Linked DNA regions of Pan troglodytes: region 2 is linked to region 1. The links are chromatin contacts, called in public HiChIP or PLAC-seq maps. All regions are on one chromosome and are shown on one strand. The core of a region is the stretch at or near the end of the contact, and the rest is flanking DNA. Distances in the headings are between cores, read along the strand shown.

What was found. HiChIP or PLAC-seq counts read pairs in DNA pulled down with a chosen protein or histone mark.
Region 2: an H3K4me3 HiChIP or PLAC-seq map of stem cell-derived excitatory neurons shows a contact between it and region 1, with 2.1 times the contacts expected there. The contact joins the promoter of MAP3K9 here to the promoter of MED6 in region 1. A contact is called at or near these places in 1 of 7 Hi-C or Micro-C datasets (stem cell-derived neural progenitor cells) and 1 of 1 datasets of contacts at active chromatin or transcription factors (stem cell-derived excitatory neurons).

Annotation. Positions count from the first base shown.
Region 1 is chr15:68,582,075-68,588,091 of NHGRI_mPanTro3-v2.0_pri, reverse strand. It overlaps MED6 (mediator complex subunit 6), which reads left to right and starts at 3,164. Exons shown (of 8, transcript XM_510038.8): 1 at 3,164-3,269. The coding sequence starts at 3,248.
Region 2 is chr15:68,790,686-68,796,702 of NHGRI_mPanTro3-v2.0_pri, reverse strand. It overlaps MAP3K9 (mitogen-activated protein kinase kinase kinase 9), which reads left to right and starts at 3,595. Exons shown (of 12, transcript XM_016926277.4): 1 at 3,595-4,343. The coding sequence starts at 3,938. LOC100608197 (a long non-coding RNA gene) reads right to left here and starts at 3,148. Exons shown (of 2, transcript XR_674161.5): 1 at 2,434-3,148.

The sequences.
Region 1 (6,017 bases), core at 1,915-4,414:
CATTCAACAAATATTTGTTGAACACCTACTATATCAAAAACACCCTGCCAGAGACTAAGTAAGTAACACCAGGCAAACACAGACATGACCATGTCCTCACAGAGTTTACAGTCTAGAGAATTTTTTTTTAGAAAAGAGTCTGAATTCAGGCCAGGCAATTATAGAGGTATTCCTATAAGGAAGGGCACACATTTCTATAGGTACAGAGTGGGATGACATGACGTGTAAATTTAGAATATTGGAGAGAATGTTAGAGAAAGAAAAACGTAGTAACGAGGATCATGGTGTCAGGTATTTAAAGGGAGCGTGTGTGAAGGAAAGCTGTTTTTCTAGATGGTGATCTTATGGAGGAAGATGAGTACCACACATTATCAATTATCCATGAGCATCATTTCATCTTTAACCAATCAGAAATCATTCCCACTTCCATACTGAAGATCTTGTTTTTTCTCTTTTACTTGCATTCTGACACTTACATATTAAATTATCTAAGTTTCCAAATCCTAAAGCCTCAAAAGGTCATACTGTATATAGTGGAGGCAGGTACACATTTTAATATATCCTACAGAAAATAGATTACACCAGTATTACTGATTTTATGGAGGAGACAGTACATAGCAATTTTGTGTGCATGTGTGTGTTTTAACATAATAAAATCTTATTTCTTGCTTTGGATCCAGTTTAGGTCAGCAAGGTGGCTCAGCACCTGTGGTCAGTCATTCAGAGACCCCAGCCCCCCAACTCCCCATCACCACCACTTTCAATCCATGACCTTAGGTTTTTCTGGCATCTAGCTGGTGAATACAGAGAGAGAAAGTGAAGATGGAACCAGTGTTTTTCACTGTCTTGGCCTGGAGGTAACACTTATCACTTCCATTCACAGTCCCTTGATGAGAACTGGCTACGTAGCTCCATCCAGGTGCAAGGGTGGTGGAAAATATAGCTTAGCTGTATACCCAAGTAGATAATAAGTTTGGTGAAAAGCTAGCTCATCTGCTTCAGTCCGTCTCCTCATTTAAAAATGGGAGTAATAGCTTCTGCCTCATAAAATTGTTTTGAGGGAACAACTAGATAGTTCGTCAAAGTGCTTAGCACAGTGCCTCGTCCATAGTAAGTGGCTCAATAAGCACAACAAATACTTTTGACATCCATAAACAAATTTCCAGTCAGAACCTTTGTGGCATTCTACTCATTCAAATCTTTTAATAGCTTCCTATGTTCTTTGAATAAAAAATAAATTATTGACCAGGCTCTCTATCATCTGGCCCCTGCCTTCATTCCCAGTCTCTTTTCCCATCATTCATCCTTCACTCATACAACCCGGCTTACACTGGCCTTTCTGTGGTTCTCAGACCAACCCCTTTCCCACTGTAGGGTCCTTGGTCCCCTCTGTCTGATACGCTTGTGCCCCAGCTCTTCACATGAGTGATTTGCTTTCATCTTCCAGGTCTCATCTCAGGTATCACTTCCTCAGAGAGGCCTGTCCTGACTGTCCTACCCAAAGTGGCTTCCTCCCTATCTTGTCTTCTCTTGTTTTTGTTACCACACTTTTTTATTTATATTTCTTTATTAATTGAAACAATTAATATAAAAGAAATAGAGATGGGATCTCGCTATGTTGACCAGGCTGGTCTCCAGCTCCTGGGCTCAAGCAATCCTCCCATCTTGGCCTCCCAAAGTGCTGGGATTACAGGCGTGAGCCACCTCGCCCTGTCTTCCTCAAGTTATCTTTCTAAAATGGAAGCTTGATCACATTTCTCCCATTGCCTACAAAATAAAGGTTGAGCTTCCAGGTCTTATTTACCATGCATACCATATGTTTTATTATCTACAGATCTGCATTCTGTCACTATTCTTCCTAATCTCCTTCTAGCCTAATCAAAACACAAGGAAACAAAAAACTAGAAAAACAAAACAAAAAGCTTTATGGATCACACTTTTTATTGGATACGATACTCCTCCTTTTTGCAATGTCCTCCCACTAGGCTCCCAACCAGGCCCTCCTGAAAAATTCTCTCTCAAAACTTTACTCTGTGCATGCACATACTTCTGTTGGGACACCTATTTTATACATACCATCTCAGGCAGAAAATTCCCAAACTGAAATGTACAGGCAATGTACTTTTATTCTACGGAGTTAACAAATTTTTAATTCCTTGTCTATGAGGTTGAAAATCCCAATTAAATTTATGGTCTTCCCCTCTTGCTCCTGGGTTGTGGTTAAATTCTTGGGGAGTCTTCACAGTACCTAAGTTTTGGAGAAGATGTAGGCACCCGCCCTCATCCCTCCTTCAGATTTTGGCATCCTCTTCCTAGTATCTGTGTGTTGTTTTCATATTTCTGTATCGTTTTGCTTTTACAGAGCCACACTGAAGCTTGAAAATCTGAGGCTTTCTGTAGCTTCCCCGTACACAGAATCATTCCCTCTTTGGAGCCTTGCTACCTACTCCAGACTACTTGGAATGCAGACATTTGCTCATTACTCTGGGACCCAGGGGTATTCCCTTTCTCTTAATCTTATTAATATTTCACTTCAGAAGCATTTCCTGTGTTGTGAAATTTTTCTCAGAGGCTTCTTTAATTGGTTTAGATTTTTAATGGATTTAGTCACATAAAAGCCAATGACTCCCAAATTCTTAAGTCCTGTCCCATCCCAATACCTGAGGCAGGGAGAAAAATATAAATGACCATCGTTCCTAAATCTGATAGCTCAGTGGATACACCCGGGGAGCTTTTAAAATTAAAGAGACACTCCCAAGCACAACTCTACAGCATCAGAATTTGTTTTCTTGACGATCACAGACGATCAAGACAGAATTCTTCCATCAGTGGTGGGCGTGGGGCGGGACTCAACTCGGTCTTTCTGTCCTCTAAGTCTTCTAATTTTTTTCCCAGTAATCCGCCCTCCCGTTCTCCTTCTTTGGCCCATCCCTCTTCTAGTCTTTCCCTGCTCCCCTGCACCAACCTTTCTGCGTCCCGTCCCCTCCCATCCCCTCCCATTCCCCTACCCCACCCCACCCCATCCCACGTTTCCCGCCTCCCGCGCCTCTCCCGCTTTCCGCCCCCTCGCCTCTCCTCCCCTCCCACCCGCACCTCCACCCCCTGCCTCTCTCCTGCCCGCCCCGCCCCCTCTTCCGCTCTACGTCCCTCCTCACCCATGCGCACTCTCTTCAACCCGCTGCTTCCGGCGGCCTAGGCTTACGTTTACTTTGCGCCGGAAAGAGAACCTGTAAACGCTTTCGGAATTATGGCGGCGGTGGATATCCGAGGTATACTGTATTGCTATATTTTGTCTCTTGATTGTCTATGGACTAGTTTGGGATGTTATAGCTCGCGGTTTCAAGGTTTAGGTTCCTTTGTGTGAGGTCTCAAGCTTTTTTGAGTGGTTTTTGTGGACAACCCAAGGCTGTGATCTAGCGAAACGTTGACGAGTTTTTTTTTTTTTCTAAGTTCTTGGAGCGTCTCTTGGAAGCGTCGGAGAGAAGGGGTTGGAAGAAGCTCTGGGTTTTGAACTTTCAGAGCTGGAGTTTTGTTCTACACACGTATCTCTGCAGCAACATTAGGGCTATTCTATTGGAGTGAAGGAATGGCGTTTAGGCAGAGAAGGGAATGGGGTAATAAGCCAACTTGATTTGATTCATCTCTTGGGACTTGGCATGGTGGCTGCCTAATTCTTTAGACCGCGCCACACGGGTCCCTGAGCATGAATCCCAGATATTTTCTTTTTTTTTGAGTCGATAATACTTTACATCGAACGTCCAGCAATTATTATGGGCGGGGTCGTATTTTTTTCACAGCTGAACTGTAGAGGTACTCAAATATTGAATCAGTCAGTGAATAAATGTATGGAGATGTCACCCCTTAACTGCTGCTTGATCTTGGGGAGCATGTAGAGTTGTTTTTGTGTATATAGTACTTGATTTTTAAAGGGAGATGTTTGAGATGCCTTTTTTAAATATTAACTGGATTGGGGTCTAACACATTTATTACAAATACTCTCATTTATAGTTGTCTGGCGATCTGCAGCACTTCTGGATCATGATTTTACATACGTGTCTTTCATTATTTATTTCATCACTTGCTGATGGTTAGAATGCTGTTAGAATGCTTGGGCTATGTCAACATGTTGCCTTGCTACAGAATAAAAAAAAGAAATATTTAGTTTATAAAATGTTTTACTTATAATTCAGATTGTTAGGATCATGGCAAAGACTCTAAAATAAGAGTGTGTTTGGTGTGTTAAAGGAACAGCAAGGAGGTCAGTGTGGCTGGAGGGTCGTGAGAGAGGATGTGGGAAGGAGATGAGGTCAGAAAGGTGTTGAAAGCTATGATAAGGTCTTTGGCTTTTCCTCTGAGTAAAACGCAGAGCCATTGGAGGGGTTTCCATCAGAGGAATGATGTGATCTGACTTTTTTTTAGGACTACATTGGCTGCTGGGAACAGTGTAGGAGGGCAAGGGTAGAATTAGGAAAACCAGTTAGGAGGCCATTTCTGAAAATGTTATTTCCTGGCCTGTTGTGTATTTGGTTATTGCATGATCCAGTTATGATGAACTATCTAAATGGTCTATACTAATTATTTGGTTATTAACGCACTTCATCTGTCTCCTCCTTTATTTTATAGCACACAAAGTACATTTTACCTTTATATAATTTTTCTCGGTTGAGTCACTTGGCTCAAAACTGCCTGTCACCTTGAATTAGGTCTGACTTCTTTGAAGATGCCTGAGGTAATGACAGTATAAGAGAGATTGAAGTTTTTCAACCAGTATTGTATAGGCATTTTGATGTTCATGATTTACACCTAGTGGTGTTCAGTACAGTCAGTGGTATGAAGCATCATGAAAGCCAATAGCCAATACAAGCTCATTTATTAAAAGTATCTAGCTCTATCATGTCTTTTTAAAAGCTATGATTTAATTCTATGCTAAATATGAAACCGTGTGGCTGTAGTTAAGGGAACTCTACTTCCTGTTTATCCCTTAGCTTTTACATCATTATCATCTCATCTACAATAATAGCTTCCTAACTTCTCTATCCCTAATTGAGAGATCTCAAACTGGTAGCTATAGATGTGTTCTCTTGGGCATACATGTTATTTAAAAATTTTGAATTCCTTGCCAGCATTAAGGATTTCCAATAAAAAAAAAGTCCTTTCTAAATTTTAAATCTTATCACTTCTTCACCTAATGAAATTATTCTCTAAAGATATAATATACTTTATATTTTTACACCTCTGTATATACATTCTCTCTGCTTGGAATTACTTTGCCCTTTTCTCTGTGTAAGTTTCTATTTATTCTTTAACATATCGTGCTAAAACCCACCTTCTCACCACATGAAAAATGATTTTCGTTTCCCCAGGTCCTCTGTAGTCTCGTAACACATTTCTTCATGTCTTTTTTTTTTGAGACGGAGTCTCACTCTGTCGCCCAGGCTGGAGTGCAGTGGCGCGATCTCAGCTCACTGCAACCTCCGCCTCCTGGGTCCAAGTGATTCTCCTGCCACAGCCTCCCGAGTAGCTAGGATTACAGGTGTCCACCACCATGCCCGGCTAATTTTTTGTTTTGTTTTTTTTCTTTTTTTGAGACGGAGTTTCACTCTTGTTGCTCAGGCTGGAGTCCAATGGCGTGATCTCGTCTCACCACAATCTCCACCTTCTGGGTGCAAGCGATTCTCCTGCCTCAGTCTCCCAAGTAGCTGGGATTATGGGCATGCACAAACACGCCAGGCTAATTTTGTATTTTTAGTAGAGACGGGGTTTCTCCATGTTGGTCAGGCTGGTCTCAAACTCCCAACCTCAGGTGATCCACCTACCTCAGCCCCCTAAAGTGCTGGCATTGCAGGCGTGAGCCACCGCACCCGGCCAGAATTTTTTGTATTTTTAGTAGAGACAGGGTTTCACCATGTCTTTATCATAAGACTTAATCATGTTATTGCTTTCTTGCATAATCTCTTCTGTTACATCATGAGAGTGTGTTGGTTAGGATCTTTGTCATCCTTATATTCATAGTGCCT
Region 2 (6,017 bases), core at 2,346-4,845, 210 kb before region 1:
TTCTCCCTTATGCTATGCTTTTCAGCGTGGTAGAGAAAATGTTTCTTTTTTGGGGTGACATCTGCCAATCCCCTCCTCAAAAACTTCACAGTGGTAAAATCTTGGTAATTCCACCTGACTTTCAAAGTCTTTTACAATCTGCCCTTCTTTTATTTCATCAGTTTTATTTCCCATCACTCCCTTTTTGCATTCTCTCCTCTTCTCTGGATGAAATTTCTATTATTGCTACCCACTACATTAATTTCTATTTCCACATCTTTTATTCTCTATTAATCAGGTTGTATATATCTTTCAATGCCCAACTTAAGCATCTCCTCATCCATTCTAGTCCTCAGGGAAGGCAGTATTTGATCACCCCACAGCCCTACTCAAAACCTTTCAGTGATAACCTTTTACATGCTGAACAAAACCAAGGCTTCTTCGCCTGGGATTCAAGTCAGCCAGCCAGTTGCAAAGAAGTACTGAGAGTCAATTATGTGCTAAGCCCTCTCTAGGTGCTGGGAGAGCTGTGGAGAACCAGACAGACTGGTTCCTACCCTTATGGTGGATGCACCAGACATTAAATAATTACAAATAATCAATTACATAATTACTAGTGTGAATCAAGTGATTACAGGGCCCTCTACAGTCTGGTCTCAACCTATCTTTTCAGTTCTTTCTCATCCTTCTATTCCATCCAAATGGTCCCCTCTCCATGCTTTCCTACGTCTGTGGCTGTGCCTATTCCCACCCTCCTTTCCTGAACACACTCTTCCCTGCTCCACCCCATTCCCCTCCAGGACCAGTTCTGGTTCTGCTTCTTCCATGCAACCCTGCCAGACAAGTTTAGTCTGAAAGATCTACCCTCATTTGAATTCCTAGCACTTACCCATTCAACAAATATTAACTGAATGACTTGTTGAAATGTTTGATGAATGATTCTTTATGAGATTCTAAACACATGCTATGGTATTAAAGGTTTAAGTTGTACAGGGAATTAGTTTTCCTATTGAGAAGAATCAGTGATTTTTCTCCTCTCTTCCCCTCTTCCCAGGGAGTGGGAAGGAATCCACGAAACTAAATAGTAGAACATACGAAGTTATGGAGAAGCAAAATGACAATAAACTTACCCAATTACTCATAATCCGACTACTTAGAGACCCACCATTGACATTTTTCTCTTTTTAGTACTTTTTTTCCTGTTTCTGTTTTGCTGTGTGTCTACAGTTTGTAAGACTCTTCTTCCCTCAAGTTAAAAAAAATTTTTTTTTTTGAGACAGGGTCTTGCTTTGTCACCAGATTGGAGTGCGGTATAGCAAACACTGTTCACTACAGCCTTGACCTCCCAGGCTCAAGCAATCTTCCTGCCTCAGCCTCTCAAATAGCTGGGACTACAGGCTTGCACCACCATGCCTGGCAAATTTTAAAATTTTTTGTAGAGATAGGGGTCTCGCCATGTTGCTCAGGCTGGTCTCCTTCCTGGGCTTAAGTGATCCTCCTGCCTCAGCCTCCCAAACTGCTGAGATTTCAGGCACGAGCGACCATACCCAGTCCTAAGTTAAAATTTTATCAAGACAATTATTTTCTTATGGCCTTTAAAAAAACACAATATACCTCCATCCCCACTCCCTTGCTCTCTGCTGCTTGATGGTGGAATGGTTTTGTCTAAAACAAAACCTAGAGAATTTACTCAGACTCATCCATATCTTTTCCAGTTCATGGATCCTATGTAAAATAAGAATCTGAGCATTGTTTTAGGTCTTTACTTAAACAGAAATCCTTTTTCAAGACCTACTCTGGATGCTTTTTAGAACAAGCCTCATCTCTTTTCTTCAAGACCTCAAATGTGTGCTATGACTATACAGTGTAGTCATATTGATGAGCGAACCACAGAATGTTCAAACTATGAGGACACAGGATATCTTCCAGTTCACTCCCCTCACTTTAAGAGTACAGTGTTAGGACACCTGCCCGAAGTCATGCAGCTGCCTAGTTATCTTTCCAAATTGCCCCGCTGTCTTTAGTTTGTGTAATAATAAACCCCAAACTAAAATTCAACAAAAGCACTCACCCTTGCTAAATAAATCATGTCTATTCCTACCACTGAAGGGGAAAAGGTAACAAAGTTTGGTAGAGGTTGGGCTAGATCCTTCAGCACTGGCTTATTTAGAAATTTCAGAGGACTAGGTGAGGTGGCTAAGGCCTGTAATCCTAGCACTTTGGGAGGCCGAGGCAGGTGGATGACTTGAGCCCAGAGTTCAAGACGAGCCTGTACTTCCAGCTACTCAGGAGGGTGAGGTGGGAGGATGGCTTGAGCCTAGGATGTTGAGGCTGCAGTGAGCCGAGATTGCGCCACTGCACTCTGGCCTGGACAACAAACTGAGACCCTGGAAGAAAAGAAAAGAAAAGAAAGGAAAAGAAAAGAAAAGAAAAGAGAAAAAAAGATCAGAGAACCTTTCTTACTGGAAGTCAACGTTGCCACGATAGGATTAAAGCAAGAAGAAACATTATGGGCCTCCTATCTCGTCCTTAATGTTCAAAACGCAGGGTACAGCAAAGCATATAGGAAGAGGTCGTCCTCACTTGTGAACTCAGCATCGGCTTCTACGTTTATTCTGCTTTGGTTCTTCTTAATCTGACCTCTATAGACTTCGCCACGATCCAAGGTGTAATTCCAACAGGCAAAAGAAGTCTAAGGATTGTCGAAAAGGTGGCTCCCTTCAGACAGACCAAGCCCAATTCATGGCAGCGTTCCCAGCCCCAGTTTGAAGCTCAGTAAGGTGGTCTCTTGCCTTTCTGAATTCTGAAAAAAGAGTGGTGTTGGAATCTCTTCTTACCGGAACCCAGGAGAGGGCGAGCTGTGGTGCAGTCCTCATAAAGGGGAGAACTGTAGTTTTCAGAGTTCTAATGAACATCCCAATGGGCCTAAAAGGCTTCAATAAGAGATGAAAGGTTCCGGGTGAGAGTGGGCGTGGGCGAAGCTGATCCCTCTAGGTTGGACTAAGGCAGAGCCAGATCCAAGAGGGAGAATCCAACTGTAAAAGGGATCTGGGGAAGAAAGAGCTCTGTTGGGGGTGCAGCCGGATGAAGAACACCGGTGCTGCTCAGTGCAGCCCCTACCCATCCATGGCAAACAAAGGCAGCGGCCTCCCTTCCAGCCTTTTAGTTTGAATGAAGGCTCAGTATTACCTTTTAGGATCCACCCTTCCCTCCTCACGCACCCAATGAGGCCGGAGCCTCTTCCTGCCGGGAGGTGCTGAACTCTCCCAGGAAACGGACAGGTGCCGCGAGCCAATGGTGGGAGCTGCGGCGGGCCAGTGGGCGGGAAGAGTGGGTCGACCTGGGTTTGAGAATGACAGAGCCCGCAATGGGGGAAGGCACGGTGCGTCGGCGGCGCAGGGGGTGAGGGGGACCAGCGAGACGGCCAGCTAGCCTGCCCCAACCACGGCGGAGGAACCGGGGACTGGGCGGCCGCAGCCAATGGGAAGGCAGCGGGCGCGGGGCGGGGCGGGCGTGGGGCGGAGCCCCCTCGGGTCCGCAGGGGCTGGGGCGGAGCCAGGCCCGCGTCAGGTGGTCCCGGCGAGCTGGCGGTGCGGGGGGCGGGGCACGGCACGGCGCGGAAAGGAGAGCGGCGGCCGGCGGGCAGCGGCGGGCACCGGCTGCGCGAGCAGGTACCGGCGGCAGAGGTGACGAGGCCGCCCCCGGGGGGGCGAGCGGGCAGGCGGGGCTCGGCCCGCTGCGCCCCTAGGCTGCGCGAAGCGCTCGCGCTCGGCGCTCTTCTCCTACCGCGGTAACAGCGCCGGCGAGCCGGCTCTCCCAGCCCTGCCAGCCCGGGCCCTACCTGCGGCCGCCGTCGTAGGGGGGGGGGTCCTCCCAGCTCTGCGGAGGCGCATGAACAATAGGCGGCGGCGGCTCCTGCGGGCGGCGGCGGCCCCGCACCCTATGGATCGGCCGCTCCATGGAGCCCTCCAGAGCGCTTCTCGGCTGCCTAGCGAGCGCCGCCGCTGCCGCCCCGCCGGGGGAGGATGGAGCAGGGGCCGGGGCCGAGGAGGAGGAGGAGGAGGAGGAGGAGGCGGCGGCGGCGGCGGGCCCCGGGGAGCTGGGCTGCGACGCGCCGCTGCCCTACTGGACGGCCGTGTTCGAGTACGAGGCGGCGGGCGAGGACGAGCTGACCCTGCGGCTGGGCGACGTGGTGGAGGTGCTGTCCAAGGACTCGCAGGTGTCCGGCGACGAGGGCTGGTGGACCGGGCAGCTGAACCAGCGGGTGGGCATCTTCCCCAGCAACTACGTGACCCCGCGCAGCGCCTTCTCCAGCCGCTGCCAGCCCGGCGGCGAGGACCCCAGTTGCTACCCGCCCATTCAGTGTAAGGCGAAGGCGGGGCCCGGGAGCCGGGCGAGGAGGGGGAATGACGGAGGCCTGGGGGGCGGTCGGGGAAGGGGGGAGCCCTGCGCGAGGGCTGGGATGAGTGCGGGGGGTGGGGAGGACGATTGACCTGGGTGTGGGTGGCGCGCGCTTAGGCTGCCCGGGCTTCGCTTGGTGTGCTGGATAAGCTCGAGACGCCTCAGGCCCTGCCCGCACTTCAGACGCTTGGGCTTCTTCACCTTCATTTGGCCACCTCAGCAGTGGCTCCCGATTTCCACATCCTGAAGTCCCAGTCTGAGAATTTGCCAGTTTCCCAGTCCCTTCTCTTACCCACCCCCCCGCCGCCCCCCATTCCCAATCTGGAAGTGTTTATGGCAAGCTGGTGGTTAGTGTCCTAGCCTTAGTCCCCAAATCAGGGACCTTGCCACCACCTCTTCTAACGCCTGTCCCCCGCCTCCTAAAGGCATTTGCTTTCAAAGAGATGGGGGTGTCTCCGCAGGGCTGAGCTGGCTCACAAGTCCCGGAAGCATGTGTGAACTCAAGGCTCAGGTGCCTGTAAAATGTCGGGTTGATTTCTTGGATCCTATTTCTTATATCTCAGAAGTTGCACCTTTAGGAGTCTCACTGATTAATGTGCTAAGAGGGATGTGTGTGTTGAGAGTGGGGGTGGGACAAGTGATGATTAGAGAGGAAAAAGTATGTCGTTCCCCCATGGGAGATCAGGATTGCAAGGTACAGTGGCTGAATCCCAGTCCTTTGACAGTGAGGCTGTTTGGGAAATACATTTTCTTCTTTCTTCTCATCCTAGATCCTTGCCTATATTTGGAACTGGTCAAATCTCAGGGGGACCATGCTCAGGGGTCCCTCCCAGGGCCTTTCTCCCAGTGTCCTGGTTTCCGTCAATTTTCCAGGAGCCCCATATTTCATACCCTATAATGAAATCTTTTTTTTTTCAAGGGAGTTAAATTGCCATCGCAATCCCTTAATCATACTAGTTTATTTCAGAAAAAACATGTAAATATCTCTTTAGTGCAGTTTACACTGTTTTGTATTTGAGAGTTTCCATAATCTCTTATCTGTTAAAAAGGTATTGTTAATATGTATTAATTACTGTTTATTCCTTATTTTGTGTACTTTCATCTTAGTTGATTTTTTAAAACGTCATTAGCAAGGACCAACTTTAAATATTTAGTTTTAAGATTTCCTTTGTAACAGTTACGTTTTTGGCTCTGTAACTTATTTTTTACCCCAGCAATTGTGTTACTTTAATCTTGAGTTTTTTTGTTTTTTTGTTTTTTTGAGACAGAGTCTCGTTGTCTCCCAGGTTGGAGTTCAGTGGTGCAATCTCAGCTCACTGCAACCTCTGCCTCCCGGGTTCAAGCAATTCTCCTGCCTCAGCCTCCTGAGTAGCTGGGATTACAGGTGCCCGCCACCATGCCTGGCTAATTTTTGCATTTTTAGTAGAGATGAGGTTCACAATATTGGCCAAACTGGTCTCGAACTCCTGACCTCAAGTGATCCGCACGCCTCGGCCTCCCAAAGTGTTGGATTACAGGCGTGAGCCACCGTGTCTGGCCTATCTTAAGATGTTTTTTAAAAACTAGCACATAATATCAAAATCATAGCCTCTTCACTTGTTTTTCTGCTCTTCTTTTTCTGTTGGTGTTTTGACTAT